Regions from separate parts of the Mus musculus genome. Here regions 2, 3 and 4 are each linked to region 1. A link is a contact called in public HiChIP or PLAC-seq data. All regions are on one chromosome and are shown on one strand. Each heading gives the region's core, a stretch centred on a gene start, on an enhancer-like site or on the middle of the called end of the contact. The rest is flanking DNA. Distances are from core to core; before and after follow the strand shown. Region 1 overlaps Pgs1 (phosphatidylglycerophosphate synthase 1). Region 2 overlaps Cyth1 (cytohesin 1). Region 3 holds the start of Syngr2 (synaptogyrin 2). Region 4 has its middle 15 kb from the start of Gm38514.

Region 1 (4,329 bases), core at 699-3,198:
CTCCAACCAACCTGATGAAGCTGCTGCTGCAGGGACCGGCTCTCCGTCACGATGGCAATCTGGGCTTCCAGGTCCCGGTGAACTGACCTGTACCCAAAATTAGGAGAGCCAATCAGCGTGAGGCAGGGCAGGCTGCTCCCTGCCAGGTACAGCCAGAGGCCTGCGGGAAAAGGAAGTGCAGACAGGAAGTGAGCTCAACACCTGCCAGGTCTCTGCCACACACCGTCCTCTCAACCTAGGAGGGAAGCAGCCACAGGGCAGCATCAGGGCGCACTGAACCAGGCTCCCTCCTGCCTGCTACTGCCATGGTGCTCCACACCACTGAGTGCAGGGCCATTTGTCTCTCTGCTACTTCGGCTGTGGCTCACGCCCCTAGCAGGGAGAGCTGGCTTCTCTGAATGAACTTTGTCAATGATGTCCTTGGGGTCTTCCCCTCCCCCTAACTGCTCTCCAGAGACCACTAGCCCCAGCTCTTTCAACTGCCTGAAGCACCTGTTGGCAAAGTGCAGCTCAAGACGGAGCTCACCAGAGCCTCCATCCCTTCTGGGAGCCCAGAACAAACAGGCAAGTAGGCTCTACCCTACCTAACAGCAGAGGTGGCTGTCACATGGTGTTTGAGGCATTTGGTAGGACCAGGCCTGCCTACATACAGCTGCCCACCTTTTCTACCTCAGGACACCTAGGAGTTTGCTCGTGTCTCTAGTTACCACCTGCACCACATAAAGAAGTGTGCTGCCAGTGGGTCCCACAGAAGCTGCTCTGTCACAGTACACATGGGGACACTGCTGTTCTAGCAGGATCTTAAGTACTACTAGATGCCTATGGCAGGTCCCATTCTGCACTCTCTTCTATGATCTCAAGCTCCAAGGCTTCAGAGCCAAGCCCCACAGAGCTAGTCCTGAGCATCTGTCCTCCCCAGGCTAGCCTAGCAGCCTCTACCCTTCTTCCCCTTACTAGCCTGAGGAAGTTTATCCAAGAAAGCCAGCCAGCTCCCCTGGTCTGCACCAGGCCAGCTCCCTGTGGCCCTCCCATCACAGATCCTCCATCAACGAAATCCACAGAGAGCCCACACACATGCTGAGACATCACAGACACATGGCCTGTATGTAACACACATGCTGCTACAGCAGAAAACTGCTTCCTAATGTCCATGCAGAGCAGAGTTTCAAGAACTGCTTGGGCAACAGCTGACAGGGCTGCTGCTCACTTCTGTGGCTGGTGTCCTGCCCTTGAAGGCCTCAGCAAAGCCACCTGCCGGCTTCAGCAATAAGACAAGAGGCCAGAGGATGGTGTCCCTCCCACCCCCTGGCCAGCAGCTCTGCTCCAGGCAGCTCTCCCTATCCAGGGATCCAGGCCATGTCTACTCTTGCACACCTCAAGTTTTTCATGTGTTTAAGTTTCCCTGTCCCCACCTCAGATTTCCCATAGCATGGAACCAGGGCAAAGAATCCTCGGGACAGGAATCCTTCCTTCCCACTGCACCCAGACTGGGTCTGCTTGGTACAACTTGCCAACCACCTTCTGATCTTGCTCAAAGAAAGGAGGGGGACACCCTCCATGGGTCAGGCTGCTTCCCACATATGAAAAGCAAGATTTTCCTCTAACACCAAACCCTGAGACTCTATGACCCTGGGGGTAAGGTTGTAACGCTGCCTCCTCACAAGCCTAGGCTGACCTCCACACGGCCTCTTTAGAGACATGTGTGTAACTACTGTCAAGCTCCAGCCCCTCACCCCAGAGCCTCACCCTGGCCCCTAATGTGTCTACCATTCCAGGAGCCAGCAAGAAAAAGACAAGTCTGGGGAGAAAAAGGTGATTGTGGGAGTAGACCAGGGTGGGGCTAGTTCTAGCCCAGAGAAATTCCAAAGCACTGAGTACCAGAGAAATCCACTGCAGCTACAAACAGCTTGGCATTCACTACAAACCTGTAGCTAGCATGACACAATGACAGTGACTCAGAGCCCAGAGACCCTTGCGGCCTGAGGCCTCCTGAGGATGCCCTGCCCAGTGCCCTACAGTCTTGTCCCTGGAAGTCTGGGGTGTGGCTCAGTTAGTTGACAGAATGCTGGCCTAGCATGCACACAGAGCCCTGGGATGGATCTCAGCACATAGCCCAGCACTCAGAGGTGGAGGCCCAAGATCAGAGTGTCAGAGTCATCCTGACTCTGGGATGCACATGCCAGAGAGCACACATGGAGCTCAGAGAACGGCTGGACAAAGCTGGTCCTCCCCTCCCACCTTCACATGGTTCTGGGGACAGCGCTCAAGCTGTCAGGCTTGCACAGCAAGCATCTCTGGCTTCTGAGCCACCTTACCAATGCCTACAAATCAAGTTTAGTAGCACTGCGTGCTCCCTGTGGTTCTCTGCAAGTAAAGCGTGCTAAGATACTCAAAAAAGTCAATGAGCAGCTGGTCATGTTGGCTTATACCTGTAACCCCAGCACTCAAGAAGCAGTATTTCATGTTTGAGACCATTTTGAGCTAAAGATTCAAGTTCCAGGTCAGCTGGGGCTAGCTAGACCTAATAGGAACAGATGTTCAAGGTCAGATTCCCTCAACTACATCAAGAGCTCAAGGCCAGCCTAGGCTATACAAGACAATGTGCTCGTTCGAGCTCTGTCTGTCTCCCCACCCCCACACACGCTCGTACACACACAGACTAGCACACCTTTGGGAGAACCCAAAGAGAGACAGATGGAGCACTGCCCATGTTATAGGCCATGATACTGCCCAGACAGATACACTGCCCATGTTATGGACCATGGTCACTGGTGCTGAGCCCCAGGGAGGCCTGTGAGGCCAGCACACTAGGAGCCTCCCCATCTAGGTTCCAAGTCAGGTGCTTGAAGCATTGGCTGGTATACTGAGGATTCATCTCCCTTCCTTGGTTGGGCCCAGCTGTGCCCAGCAGCTCCCCCTACACACTCCCCATCCTGTACACAGGAGGCTCTAAGGACAGAGGAGGAAACACATTTCCAACACAGGGGTTGTAAACCAATCATCAAGCTCTAATTCCTCACCCCAAAGCCTGACCTTTGTGCCCAACATATCCTCAATTCCAGGAATTAATGGCTTAGGGAAGGCAAAAGCACTTTGGGGAGTGGATGGAGGGTGGTTCGCAGCCAAGGGAAACTCAGTAGCCATGAGCACCAGGGAGAGTGGGGAAGTCACTGCAGCTACTGCCATGGCTGCAACACTAGGTGGTGGTCTGTACTCAGAGGCCAAGGTCCCCTGCTGTCTACTGACTCTGGTCTCTTTAAAAAAAAAAGTCACCTTCCTGGGAGTGGTGGCTCACACATGTAATCCTAGTACTCAAAAGGCTGGGGAAGGAAGGATTCTTATGAATTCAAGGCTGGTCTGGGCTATAGAATGAGACCCAGTGTCAAAACAGCAAATGAAGTCCTTTTCTAGGCACCTTTACACAACAGAAGTCTCCAGTACTTTCAAACAGGCCCTGGCCACCCTTTGCTCTGCCCGGGCATAGACTGCACTCCCAATGCACGAGGAGGCCAGGGCTGGGGCTGCATTGTCCTATCTGTACTGGGCAGGATGCTGTGTCCCACTCCCTCTGCTCTTTGCACAGAGAGACCCTTCCTGACCCGGACTCCTTTCTAGTTTGGATCCCTTCTGCTCAGGGCTTTTGCCTGCCATGATCTAAACAGGTCCCTCTGATAGTGACGTGCTTCTGAGACAGAAGTCCCAAAAGAGCAGGAGACACAACCCCCAGTGCCTTCCATGATCCATGCAAGGCACATAGGTGCCATGTTAATATCTGAACAAAATCACAGAGGTGTAGCTTCCCAAACAAGTAGATTAAATGCTTAAAAATAAGACAGACATCTAGGCTGGAGAGACGCTCAGTGGTCAAGAGTGCAGCTGCTCTTCCAGAGGACCTAGGCTTGGATCCCAGCATCTACGCAACTCTTAACTCCAGTTCCAGGAGATGCAGTGTGCTCTTCTGATCTCTGGAAGCACCAGGCACACACAGACACATGCAGGCAGAACCCCACACATGTAAGATAAAATAAATAAACCTAAACAAGAAAATCAGGAGTTCTGCACATGTAGGCCAGAGTCTTCTCTGAGGACTTCTCCAGACAGATGAACTTCTATGGCCTCCCATAGCCCCACACTGTTGTGAGCTCCAGAGTCTCAGATCCCTGTGAAATCAGGAGAGCGAAGACATCACAGCTCTGCTCTGCTCTCCCACAGATGAGCACCAGTCCTTGATTCTGGTGTCAGAGGGACTAAGAAACTCCTGAGGCCTTGGGGCTGGAGTCTGTCACCTGAGGTGGTCATATGCATGGTGACAACCACCCCACATGGAGC
Region 2 (4,329 bases), core at 1,260-3,759, 200 kb before region 1:
TAATTCCTCAGAACTCACTGTGTAGACTGGGCTGGCCTTGAACTCATAGAGATCTACTTGACTCTGCCTCCTGAGTGCTGGGATTGAAGATGTGCACTACCACAGTCAGCTAGGATGCTGGAACTCTTAATATTGCCAGCTTTCAAGTTCTTAGCCCCAATTTGTAAGCTAAAGCAAGAGGAATGAATGTTCTTTCACTGATCTACGTCCTGCTTAGGTAGAGTCCTGATAAGTTGCTTAGCCTGGCCTTGAATATGCTTTGTAGCATGGGAGTTAGACTTGAATTTGTAGCCCTCTGCCTCAGCCTTTTAAGTAGTTACGATTACAGGCCTGTGCCTAGGACCCTGGATGTTGATGTTTAGCCTTTGAGACGGATGCTCTTGCTCTATAGTTCAGGTGGGCCTCTAGCTCGTGATTCCCCCACCCCAGGATCCTGAGTGTTGGGATTACTGGGGTACACCACATGCCTTGCCTAGTAAGGATGATAATTATCTAGTTACTCTTCTCTGAGTCAAACATGGTACTTTGGGACTTATAACAGGTTTCTTTATTCCTGTTTTAGTTAACAGAGTTAGTGCTGCGCTAGCTTTAGGAAGCAGAAATCAAGCAGAAGGCATTGTGACATGGTCAGGGGGGTTTGTTGCATTCCAGTTTGTAGGGCAGCTTTTCAGCTTGGGCTCACAGAAGCTAGGACTCAGGCCTGTCCCCTGGATTGCCATGAAGTCTCGTGATTAGCCCAGTAGGGCTGCTGTATGAGCTACTATGATTCTTCCTTTCTTCCTTTCTTTCTTTCTTTCTTTCTTTCTTTCTTTCTTTCTTTCTTTCTTATACATGAGCATGTTGCTGACACACCAGAAGAGGGCATCAGATCCCATTACAGATGGTTGTGAGCATCATGTGGTTGCTGGGAATTGAACTCATGACCTCTGGAAGAACAGCCAGTGCTCTTAACCACTGAACCATCTCTCTAGCCCTTGATCACTTTTTTGAGAATTATACTAAGAATGGTTTATTGAATTATGGAGGTGAGATTTGTGAAGGCCCAAAGCCAGGGACTGATGGACAGGGCTTTGAGGAGCTGTAGTCGGGGACTGGAGGACAGGGCTGTGAAGTCCTGATTTGCAGAGGATATGAATCAAAGGTACCCAAGGGATAAAGCTGTGAGATCCTGAGAAGTGGGGGTGTAAGGGTTCATGGGGGTCGAGGGAAAGGACTGGGGAGCAGAAGCTGTGGGGCCAACCTGTGGCCTGTGCTCAGAAGATGGAGTTCATATTTTTAACCTTCTCAGGCCTTGACTCTTCATGCCTCATTTGAAGTGCATCAGTAGGCCCTGGCACTACCTTAGACATAAATAGAGTAGGTATTTGAGCCTTTTATTGCTTAGCTGCCCATCTCTCATAGCAGCTTCTCAGGTCATATGGCATCTGCCCTGGTTACCCGCACCCAGGGTGGTATGTCACAAAGGAAGACAGGTGTCTCTGATCTGCCTAGAACGTGGACATTCATCTCACCCAGAACAGAAACTGCTGTCCTTGAAACAGCCCAAGGCCTCCAACAGCCCTCCAAAGGCCTCTGCCCTCTAACCCCCTCCTTATAGTCCTTCTAGCTCCCCACTGAGTCCCATACTCTTCAGACCCCCAGAGCACATGTCCAAGAGTGGCCCAGAGTCTGCCTCAGCCCACACAGGGGAAACACTATGTCCTTTTAGTCCTTGATGTCTCTGCAGTCCACATCCACTGTGCTCAGGGACCATTATTGGGGGAAATGGTAGAAAGGAAAGATTATAGGTTTGATTGTTTTTTAAAAAGATGTGTAAAACCGAAGGTAGAATTGGAGTTAAAAATAAGTTGCAGATTGCATTACATGTTTTAAATAGTCTGTTCAGTTCTACAAACCAGTAGGAAGGATGGCAGTCAGTAGGAAAACAACCCCCAAGGTGTGGACAGTAGCTCATGAACAGAAGTGCTCTCGTGCTTCTGGAAAGGCAGCCTTGATGGCAGTGAGGCCAGTGCAGAGATCAGTCCTGGGAATGTCCCCACCCGTCAGTGCAGTTCATTGTGGACCGGGCTGGACACATCAAACTCTAGGAATCCAGACACGTACTGTCCCACTGCCAGGAGATAAGAAACAGGAGTGACCTGTCCTTCCCGAGTCAAGATCATCTGGGAATCAGATCTAATGCCAGAGGTAGAGATGGGGTTTGGATCACTAGACGGGTTTTGAATGCAGCTGAGTGCATTGATACAGGATTCTTCAAGGGCAAAAGTTGAGGAAGACACTCTCCCCACAGAGGGTTTCAGGACAAGACAAGGCAGGCCACAGCAGCGAGGCACAGAGAGCAGACTTAGTGAAAGCCACCAGTACTGCCTAGATTTAACTGTCAACCCGACACAAGTACAGTCATCTGGGAAGGGAGTGAATTGAGAACTTGCTAGATCATACTGGCCTCTGGGCATGTCTGTGGGGATTCCTTGGTTGGCTGTTGATTGATGTAAGAGTTCATAGACCACTGTGAGCTCACCATTTCATGGGCTGGGCCCTAAAGCTAACTAAGACAAACTAAGTAAGCAGACGGCATGGGTATACTCATTTCTCTCAGTTTTTGACTGTGACTCACTGCTTAAAGCTCCTGCCTTGGTTGCCCTGCATTGAAGGACTGTGTCCTGGAATTTTAAGCCAAACAAACCCGTTCTCCCCAGAGTTGTATTTAACCAGGGCATTTGTCACATTAACAGAAATGAAACTAGGACACCACCCAGTGATGTCATGGTATTACTTGTATTGTTACCGACAGCTTGCTAAGGAGCCTCACAGTCCACTCCAGGAACACAGGGAAGCTTTTCTGGATCAAGCAAGTCTTCTTGTAAGAGAGTTGGGGAGAACTAGAGCTGAGTGCTGAGCATGTGCACAGGGCCCTGAGACTGGACCCTGCTTCAAAGTTACAGGCTGTGAGCAGTGAAAACACATGACACCCTTTATAGTGCCGGAGAAAATCAGGCTAGGGGATGGATCAACTGGTAAAGTGTCATATAAACATGACACTCTGAGTCCCATCCCCACTCCCCTGTAAAAGTCGGATGTGTAATTCCATTGCTGGAGGAGGTGGAGACAGGAGGGTTCCAGGGGCTTTCTGGCCAGCAAGTCTAGCTGAATGATCTCCAACTGAGAAACCCACTCCCAAAAATCAGGTGAAGAACTGGGCATGGTAGCACACACCCTTAGTGCCAGCACTTGGGAGGCAGAGGCAGGCAGATTTCTGTGAGTTCGAGGCCAGCCTAGTCTACAGAGTTAGTTCCAAGACAGCCAGAACTATGTAGAGAGATCCTGTCTCCAAGATAGATAGAGGAGAGAAAGGGGGGGGGGCAACTGAGGAAATACTTGATGCATATACCTGTGAATACACCTGTAAATACACACACTTGCAAATACACACAAAGTAAAAATGAAGTGTTTATAAACGGAATGCAAAAAGTTACTAACGTTGTAGTGTGTATACATATATGTGTGTGGCATGAAAGACACATATAATATAACGTACATTGCATGCAGAAGAAGCCAGACCAAACCCATACCACCCTCAGTGGTTGTCACTGGGCAGGATCAGATTGCCTGCTACTGTTCTCTACTTTCATCTGTGAATGTGTCTCATAAGCAGCATCAAAAATATGCAGAAAAGAACATCTTGATGTGCTGCATCAGAAACCAGGAAGGGGACACTACCCAGTGCAGTGTGCAGCTTCACTGTGGCCACCATCAGAAAGAATAGCCGGGGCTGATGTCCTCCAGAATCCTTGAGCAAGGCTGAGCAACCTGGCACAGTGTTCAGGGTGGCAGATGACCAGTTGGTAAACTCAGGCAATAGACCACTTTGAGCTTGTCTTCCTTGGGAGCAATTTACTCTAGTTTTATATTAGTGTTGCTTGTGACAATGCAGGATTAGGAATAAATGTAGATCAAACAACAGTGCCCTTTACACACAGGAACACAAATTCCCACAAAGTCCACAATGACCATTGTAATCCTGAGCGGATGAGCACTGCTGGAGGGTGTGGGCATCCACACCTGGTGTCAGCACACACTACAGGGCAGCAGCAGCAGCCCACACAGTGGATGTTGTCACACAGGAACCGAAGCACAAGTAGGAACCCAGAAGTCACATAGCTGCAACCAACTGACTGAACAAAAATACCAGTGTTGGTGCCAGAGAAACTAGGTGCTCACATATGAAAGAATGAAACCCGACCCTTCTCTCCATCATAAACAGTCAACTCCAGATGACCAAAGACCTGAATAAGAATAAAAAATACAAAACTAATAGAAAACGTAGGG
Region 3 (4,329 bases), core at 888-3,387, 200 kb after region 1:
TGCTGGGATAATCATGTGTTGGCATGCCTGCTTGGACTCCTCCCAACCCTACCCCATCCTGCTCGCTGGCAACTGGAACCTAGGGCTTCACACTTGTTGGTAAGCTCACCCCACTGACCTACGTACGTCTCCAGCCCGCGAGGTCGTGTGTGCATCTGTAAGTTTCAGGGTTTTCCTTTCTTTCTCTGAGACAGGATGCCATTAGCTAGCTGTCCTGGAATTCAGAGAACCTGCCTCTGCCTCCAGAATAGAATGCTGGGATTCAAGGCCTGTACCACCACACCTGTCCTTATTGGCTGTTTTAAGATAGAATCTCAGGCTGGAGAGATGGCTCATCAGTTAAGAGCACTGACTGCTCTTGCAGAGGACCTGGAGACCCTCATGTTAGCTCATCACCACCTGTGACTCCAATTCCAGAGGACAAGATAACCAACCACCTTCTGAATACCAGGCATGCACGTGGTTGGTGTACCTTCATACATGCAGGCAAACATACATACAAAATAAAAATAAGTAAAGAGAAATAAAAAAGACAGGATCTCACTCAAGTTCAGGCTGGCCTGAAATTCATGACAATCCTGCCTCAGCTGCCTCAATGCTGATAACCACCTCCCATTTGAATGAGTTTTAAATAGGATGGGACACAAAATCACGGAGGTGAAACTCAGTGTTTCATCTAACCCTCACCCCAACACCCTGCCCCAAGTCAACTCTACAGCATCAACCAATATCTTCCAGAACACCCTTCAACAGCTGCCCTATTTCCCTCCAAGACTCCCCCTAAAGCAAGAGACTCCCCAGTCAGCCAGCCTTCTCCCTACAAGGACTTCCGGCTTCTTTGGCACGTCGGCCCCTCCCCTCCAGAGAACTACTAGTCTCCACCCCCACAACGGTTCCCCTCAGAGCAAGGTTCTTGGGGTGGTCAGATCCACAGCCAGACTCAGATCCCGCAGGAGCCAGGACAGAGGTGGGAAAGTCACCAGCAGAGACTGGCCAAAGTTTGGAAAGCAGCTCCTTTGGAATCGTCCTAGTCATTTCGCTTCCTCCCCACACCCTAAGGCCACCGCCAAGCCCACGTCAAGGCGGCAGATGCAACTGAGTCTGTGGGCACCTGGCTGCCTCCAGACTTGCAGGACCAGAGCGATCCTGCGGGGACGCTCTCAATAGGATTGTGGAACTGGCAGTCACAAGCCCCGCCCCCAGCTGTGGATGAAGCCGGAACTCCAGGACTGGGCGCGGAGTATGGGTCAGGGCTCCTGGCACTGCCATCCTGACTGACAGGGTACAACCCAGGACGGAGTCACTAGATTCCACCGCTAGGCTGGGAGATTCCGGGGAGCCAGGGCACCTCCAAGGCTCCAGGCCCAGACCCCCTGGGCGCAGTGGGGCCACCCTCAATCTGGCAGCTAAAGTCTCAGTTTTCAGTGTTTTCATCCCAAGGTATGGAAAGCTGCCCCCGCACGCCTGGTACAAGGGGGCTCGCCCCGCTTCTGGGAAGGGAGTGCATTTGGTGGGAAAGCAGACCTGTTGCTAGCCTCTGAGAGGGAAGGAAACTCTCCTTCAGAGTGCCAGGCCAATCCCCCTCCTCGCACCCCACGTGGCTGCAGAAAGTCCCTTCCAGGTGAATTCCCTAGGCTGGGAGCCGCGGCGTGCCGGCCACCTGCTGTGCCGTGCCCCTCTCCGGTCCCTCCCAATGCCAACAAGGCGACAGGCCTGCCTCCCCGGAGAACTTCGGGGACGTCCCGCACCAGAGCGGCCTGGACCAGTGGTCCAGGGTGCGGCGGGGCCCGGCCCGGAGTTGGGGAGACAAGGTCCGGAGTGGAACAGGCGACAAAACCCACGGGCTGGAGGGGACAGAGACGCGGAGGGGCACGGGGCCCCGCGCTCTCCGAAAGGCCCAGGACGCGCAGCCGCCGCCACCTGTCGCGCTCTGCGGCCCGCGGCCCCACGGGCCCTGGTAGCCAGGACGCCCGGCTCCGGGTCCTCGCTGGTGGACTCACCATGCTCACGAGGCGCGTCACCACCTGAGGCTGAGACAGGAAGCGCCGCAGGTCGAAGGAGCCGCCCGCGTTGGCCGCGCCATAGGCCCCGCTCTCCATGTCGCTTTCGCCACCGAGCCGCGGATGGCCGGGAACTAGCCGGATTGCCCCGCCCCGCCCACGGGGGCGGGTCCGGCCGCCGACAGGGCGGGGCCAACCGCCGGGAAGTAGCCCCTCCAAACTCGTGGAAGTTGGCAGCAAAACTTGGAGCTCGCAGGAGGCGCCAGGGTGCGGAAGGGGGAGGAAAAGCTCACCCCTGGGAAATATGTCCTACTGAGTTCATCCAGAAAGGATCAAAGAGTCCCCAAGAAGAGACATCCTAGGCGGCTCCCACTTTACTCTTACTTACACAGTGCCCTGGTGAAGGTCCTCTCCCATAAGCCCTCCAGACACCCAAATCCCACCAATCCAGAATCCAGGCTCGTAAATACCTGGATGTCACTTCACCATTCTGCTCCAGACCAAAGGACTGGGGCATAAGCTCTTGCCTAGCACATCAGAGGCCCCCAGTTCCAACCTCTGGACTACTGTAGTAATTAATAACTATGGCCCCCACAGTTCTGGCTACTCTTTGCTCTGGAGCTAAGCCTGAAAGCCAAAGGGCTCTGAAGGGCAGATTTCTAGACATCGTGATCACATGCTGCAAAGTACCTGGTGGCTGTTGTCTCAGGAAGAGAAAGAGGGCAGGAGAATAAGGAGTTCAAGACAACCCTGAGCTATCTGAGATCTAGTCTCAAGTACACACATACTGAGGATTGTAATTTTAAAAATTAAAACAAATGAGATCACTAGGTCATAGACTCCAGCTCCCCCTGTCCCCCAATAACATTTAGAAAGGGAACCTGATGCTTAATCGGAAGGGGTCGTGTGTCAACCCAGGGCTTCACCTTGGCCGCCAAGAGGCCTCCAGATATCCTTCTGTTGACAACACAAATTTGTTCCCAAGGAGACCATGGCTGTTGAGGGGTGTAGAGGGCTGAGAAGTGACACAGAATGGAGTCATGACAAGATGGCTTTACCACAGTCACTTCAATGGATAATGAATAATGAGACAGACTCACCTCAGTAATGAGGGGGGCTGGACAATAAGGAAACTGAGGCAGAAGCCTGCCCCACCAGAAGGGTCACCACTCGGGAGAAGACAGGAGTAGGCACAAGAGAGACTGGGCCTTCTAACAGTCTATCTGCGTCTATTTGCACCCTCCCCACACTAACAGAGCCTGTGACAAGCCGCTGGTAGGTGAGCCCAGGGCTACCTCCTAAAATCTGTTCATACACGCCATGAGTGTTTGATGAAGGAGAACTGGCTGTCAGGACTTTCCTACAAAGCCTCCCTTTCTCTCTCTCTCTCTCTCTCTCTCTCTTTCTCTCTCTCTCTCTCTCTCTCTCTCTCTCTCTCTCTCTCTCTCTCTCTCTCTCTTTCCTACACAGAGAAACTCTATCTCAAAAAACCAAAACCAAAACCAACCTTTTGCCATTACATCATTACATGTAATTGGTTTGTGCCTGGGGTGGGTGGGTAGAGCACACGAGATGACACATGTCATAAAAAGGACACCTTGTAAGACATAGCGCTTGCTCCCTTCACAGGGTGGGTCCCTGGGATTGAACTCAGGATCCCAGACTTGGCAGCAAACACCTTCACCCATCTCACAAGACCCTTCTCAGATTTTCGTTTTATTTTGAGACAGAGTCTCACTATGCAGCCTGACTGTCCTGGCACACATTTTGTAGACCAGGCTAGCCTCTAGCTCACAGGGATCCTCCCGCTTCTGCCTCCCACATGCTGGAACCAGAGGTGTGTGCCAGCATCCCTGGCCAGCAGCTCAGTTTTTCATTTCTCTTTTGGTTGTTATTGTCCCATTCTTCGGGACCAGACTCCTGGACCAGGATTGACCTTGAACTCCTCCTGATCCTCCTGCCTCCACCTCCTGAGTTCTGGGATCACAGGGATGAGCCACCACACACAGAAACCTTCTACTGTTGCCCAATAGTTGATGAGCACCCCCTTCTTCAGTTACACAACCCCACATGGGGTTGTGACCAGAAACTAAAGAAGCTGGGCTTCAGTGCGTCAGAGAGCAGGAGCACCCCCCTCAGTCGCTCTGATGCCCTCTTGTAGCAACCGCTGCTCACTAACAGCCAGTCATGAAATAGGAATCCCACACACGATAGTTCTATCCCCTTGGGCCTCGTTCACACTAATGCTCTAGATTTCTGGGGCCCTTTTGGGGTGCACTACTTTTGATACTCTGAGCTGCATCCCCTTTCTTTTTTAAGGTTTTTTTTG
Region 4 (4,329 bases), core at 979-3,478, 140 kb before region 1:
CCGAGATGGGCAGTGGCTAGGCGTGAGTTCACTCTTGCACTTGCGCATAAGGCTTGTTTACTAGTTAGGCGCAGTGGAAGCCAGCGCCATCTTATAATGGCGATTGCTCACGGCATGCATGGCTCTCCACAGCGATTGCTCGCGGCACGGCTCTCCACACACAATTCCACAATTCTAGAGTCTGGGGCTCAAAGATCAAGGCCAGCACTGCCGTTGCTGAGGGCTCAGTCCCCATGTTTTAGATGCCACTTTGCTGCTATGCCCTTCTGTGTTGTAAAGTCATCGAGTCCTCTACACCTTCATCTCATTTGAAAGAGTCCCCCTTACCAACCTGCTCACCTCAAAAAGAGCCCAGCTCTTTACACTATCACCCGAAGGATTACGATCCAACAAATTTTATAGAGATACCAACTTAGACCATAACAACCTGAGTGGTAGGCTGAGACAAGCACACTCTTACATACATAGAAACCCATGGTTTCTCTTCCTAGCCTGCATAGAAAGTCATGACAGTAGATTGAGAGATACCGGGACCCAAGTCAAGAAAGACTGAACAGCTCAGAAGGGGGACCAACCACAGCTGGATGGGTTCTCAGGCAGCAGCCACAGGTCCTGGGATGCCAAAGAAAGGAAGCCAGGTCTGCTGGGTCAAAAAACAGAAACTTCACAGATGGGCTCCCACTCCAGTTACATCACAGAGACAGACAGAATCCCAGGTCAGTATGAAGTGCCGCTCTAGTGCATCTTGAAGAAGAGAAAAGAGATACAAGAAATTGGGAAAAGCTGACTTTTTCTTTCTATTGATACCTTGCTGTATGTTCAGCTGGTTGCACTTCTTTGCATTGAGCGTAGTCCTTTATCACGGTTCCAGAATCAAGCTGGCTGAAGTACACAGAGCTGGGACTGGGGAGATGGCTCTGTGGGTAAAGTGCTTGCATCTCAGGCATGAGGACCTGAGTTCAGTTCCCTGGACCCCACATAAAGCCAGATACAATATTGCACATCTGCAAGGGGTGGAGGCCGAACACCTCCACCTGGAAGGAGGAAGAATGGAAGCTCGTGAGCCAGCTAGCCTGAAGCACAGCATAGCGAGTAAGAAAACATGTTGTCTCCAAGGAGATGGAAGGCTGCTGCCCTCTGACTGTCACACAAGTCCCATGGTGCATTGGCACCTACACCACCACCCCACACAGAGCATCTTTTAAAGTTCATGGGTGTGAAAGAGCTAAGGAGAACTTCATGTGGCAGGAAAGTGGACAGCTTCCTGTTCACCCTCACAGCCCTTCCCTGCCCTGCATGCCGGTGGATGGAGGGGTCCTAAACACCCGCTTGCTCTCACCCAGCACCTGTCTGTAGCAGCTGTGGTAAAGCCTCTAGTGATTGTCCTTGAGGCTCTACGTGTGCCTGTCTGTCTCTCCCCTTTAGATAGCATTAAATGGACCCAGTGTGACCTGGAGCAGAGGACCATTCATGGTGTTCTCAACAGACTGCAGTCCAACACACATTTGACCTAACTCCGCCCATCTCACCCTCAGATGTGTGCCTTGGGCCTGTACATAATCAGTTTAATTTTCCATGGCTGAGAGCTTTGTGGGGGCAAAGCATGAGCTAAGGGTATTGCCAGCCAGTTCCTACTGGTCTATGAGTCAAATCTGGTCATGTCATGTACTGTGTGGAATTCATCCTAAAATGTAGTCAAGCAAAAATAAATAAATACCAAGCATAAAAATACAAATGAATAGAATTCATTGCACTCTGCAGCCAGGCTGTTGAAATGACCATTGGCCACTGAACTGTCCTTGAACTCCAAAAGGAACTCAGTGGGGCACAGCATCAGTTTTGAAGCAGATGAGTTCTGCCCCTAGCTGTGAGGAGTCTAGGGTCTTGAGTCTCCTCAGGGCCCCCAGGCCCTTACTTCCCATCCTGCTCTTACGCAGGCTTTGTCATGCACTAAATTTACCACTTGGCCTACAAGTGTGCCCTGCTTAGATCCTGTGTGCTATCCTAAAGACATGGACATTGCTTGTGCCCAGGAGGTTTGTCAGAACCTGTAGGGTGACCTGGAATTCTGGAGGCCCTAAGTCAGAGTAAGGCCTCTGCTGGGTGTCTCCTCTGGGGCTCCTGACTGCTGATGTGGCTGTTGCTTCTGTTGCCTAAGCCCTGCATATTCATGTGCTGTTCTGTGTATGACCTCATTTCCCTTTGCGTAAAGACGCCAGTCATGTTGGATCTGGGCCCACCAACTCCAACATGACCTCATCTTAACCACCACAGTATTGATGCTAGCCATAGATAGATATGGAGATGTGGTCGCCTGCTAGCACTTCAGTCTGTGCGTGTGGAGAGGCAGGGACACAGTTAAACTAAGTTAAACACAGTTAAACACAAAGGGGTACCCTTTGTGATGTCTCATTTCTCCTAGGATGGCTGGTTGCTTCCCATTCCCTGCCTTCCTGAGGCTCATTGTCTTTGCCTGTGTCCCCATGGTTATCTGTGTCCTGTGGTCTGACAGTGCTCAATGTCAGGGTGGACAAGAATCCAGGAAGAGCTTGTAATAGATGTGAGGGCCAAGAGGAGATGGAGTTCTGCATCTCTGGATGAGCACATGGGTGGGAAATCCCATTTGGAGATCCTATAGAATAAGCAGTTATTTCTGAGAAAAGTCTATGCAGATCTATACTATATATTCTGCATAGTTATAATCAAGTTTATATTCTTGTTTGTTTGGTCGGTTTTTGTTGTTTTTTGTTTGTTTGTTTGTTTGTTTGTTTGTTTGTTTGTTTTGGGGGGGTTGCTGTTGTTGTTTTTTTGTTTTTGTTTTTTTTGTTTTTGTTTTTTGTTTTTTTGAGACAGGGTTTCTCTGTGTAGCCCTGGCCATCCTAGAACTCACTTTGTAGACCAGGCTGGCCTCGAACTCAGAAATCCGCCTGCCTCTGCCTCCCAAGTGCTAGGATTAAAGGCGTGCGCCACCACCGACCTGCACAAATTTATATTCTTGATCCTAATTAGTATTTTTAAATTTTTATCTTGACTAATATTTTTAGCCAGTTGTTTGTTTTGTTGATTTTTGTTTGTTTTCTTGTCTTTTTTTGAGACCAGGTCTTACCCCAGGCTGGCCTAAAAGTCAAGATCCAACCTGCTTCTAGCACCTGAGTCCTGGGTTTACAGACACATACCACTATGCCCAGCTTGCTAATCTTGTATTTTCTTTTAAGTGTTATTTATTTTTAAGTGTGTGTGTGTGTGTGTGTGTGTGTGTGTGTGTGTGTGTGTGTGTGAGAGAGAGAGAGAGAGAGAGAGAGAGAGAGAGAGAGAGAGAGAGAGAGAATGTACACCACGTGAGTGCAGTGCCCACAGAGGTCAGTAGAGGGCACCAGATTTCCCAGAACTGTAGTTACAGGCAGTTATGAGTTGCCTAACTGGAGTTCTAGAAACCAAACGTGGGTCCTCTGAAAGAGATGGTGTGTGCTATTAACTTCTGAGCCATTTCTTCAGTCCCATTGATCTTTCAAATGGCTGGATTCTGTTTGTTTCTGATGTGACTTGTGTTGTCCTTGTCCTTGGGATCAGGAGGGGTGGTCCATGGTTGCTGCCTCTTTAGCTGCAGCCCTGGCGTCCCTGGGGTGCAGTTGGTTAAGGTTCTGCTGTAGCACAGGTTTAACATGTGTGCTGCATCTCTCTGACTTGGGGGTGTATGAATCCACCTTTCCCAGTCAGCCGTGTGCAAACGCCAAGTTCTATTTTTACACCTCCTCAGCTCCTTTGACAGTGCCTCTCTCTCCTGCTTAGCAACAAGAAAACCAAATTTAACTTCACCTGTAAACAAGTCTGTCAGGCATTTTCCCCCACTTATAACCAACTGATTTAACTTTGTTGCTCTCAGATAAACATCAGCCCCTGTTCAGTACTAGGCACTGGCTGGTCAGGAGCACAGCTGTTCTGGTGGTTGTCTGTCCCCTCCTAAGCAGCCACGCCCTCAGGCTGGCTGTTAGGGCTATGGAAAGGGATGTAGTGGGGAGGTGGTAGTGGTCGCTCTGGTGGCATCAGGTTGTGGCACACTGGGAAGTTTGACATCTCCTCCTTTACTGGTCTCCCAGTGTTGGGCGCCATCAGAGACATGGGGGTTCATTGACTCTTATTCCTAGGTCAAGTAGCCGTGTCAGTCCACTGTGCCCTGGAAGACAGTCTTGTGTCTGCCTTCTGTGGCCTCTCTCTGAGAAGAACTTAATGAATTGTTGATCACTCGCTTGAGCAAGTAGAGGGGATCCTGCTGAATGGCCACAAAATGGCAGCAAAGCTGAAAGTCTTATTTGGCTTTTATTTGCATAT

What was found. HiChIP or PLAC-seq counts read pairs in DNA pulled down with a chosen protein or histone mark.
Region 2: a contact with region 1 is called in an HNF4G HiChIP or PLAC-seq map of pancreatic cancer cells. The contact joins two enhancer-like sites. A contact is called at or near these places in 1 of 15 datasets of contacts at CTCF or cohesin (CD8 T cells), 2 of 484 Hi-C or Micro-C datasets (CD4 T cells and pro-B cells), 3 of 115 datasets of contacts at active chromatin or transcription factors (CD8 T cells, pancreatic cancer cells and pro-B cells) and 2 of 9 other capture datasets (adipose tissue and pancreatic islet).
Region 3: a contact with region 1 is called in a FOXA1 HiChIP or PLAC-seq map of pancreatic cancer cells. The contact joins the promoter of Syngr2 here to the enhancer-like site in region 1. A contact is called at or near these places in 1 of 39 promoter capture datasets (stem cell-derived epiblast-like cells), 3 of 115 datasets of contacts at active chromatin or transcription factors (CD8 T cells, large pre-B cells and pancreatic cancer cells) and 3 of 9 other capture datasets (adipose tissue, liver and pancreatic islet).
Region 4: a contact with region 1 is called in a FOXA1 HiChIP or PLAC-seq map of pancreatic cancer cells. The contact joins two enhancer-like sites. A contact is called at or near these places in 1 of 115 datasets of contacts at active chromatin or transcription factors (pancreatic cancer cells) and 2 of 9 other capture datasets (adipose tissue and liver).

The regions. Positions count from the first base shown.
Region 1 is chr11:118,010,405-118,014,733 of GRCm38.p6, reverse strand. Pgs1 (phosphatidylglycerophosphate synthase 1) reads right to left here. Exons shown (of 10, transcript NM_133757.2): 8 at 12-160. Among named protein-coding and RNA genes, the nearest start is that of Mir6933, 10 kb to the right of the region's middle. Within about 2 kb of position 1,948, at least 81 of the 459 cell types and tissues checked have an H3K27ac peak or open chromatin away from gene starts, as enhancers often do. A contact at or near this core is called in adipose tissue and pancreatic cancer cells, where this site is marked.
Region 2 is chr11:118,214,416-118,218,744 of GRCm38.p6, reverse strand. The region is part of intron 1 of Cyth1 (cytohesin 1); the gene reads left to right. Among named protein-coding and RNA genes, the nearest start is that of Cyth1, 32 kb to the left of the region's middle. Within about 2 kb of position 2,509, at least 91 of the 459 cell types and tissues checked have an H3K27ac peak or open chromatin away from gene starts, as enhancers often do. A contact at or near this core is called in adipose tissue and pancreatic cancer cells, where this site is marked.
Region 3 is chr11:117,807,475-117,811,803 of GRCm38.p6, reverse strand. Syngr2 (synaptogyrin 2) reads right to left here and starts at 2,137. Exons shown (of 4, transcript NM_009304.2): 1 at 2,001-2,137. The coding sequence starts at 2,099.
Region 4 is chr11:118,151,035-118,155,363 of GRCm38.p6, reverse strand. No RefSeq gene overlaps it. Among named protein-coding and RNA genes, the nearest start is that of Gm38514, 15 kb to the right of the region's middle. Within about 2 kb of position 2,228, at least 60 of the 459 cell types and tissues checked have an H3K27ac peak or open chromatin away from gene starts, as enhancers often do. A contact at or near this core is called in pancreatic cancer cells, where this site is marked.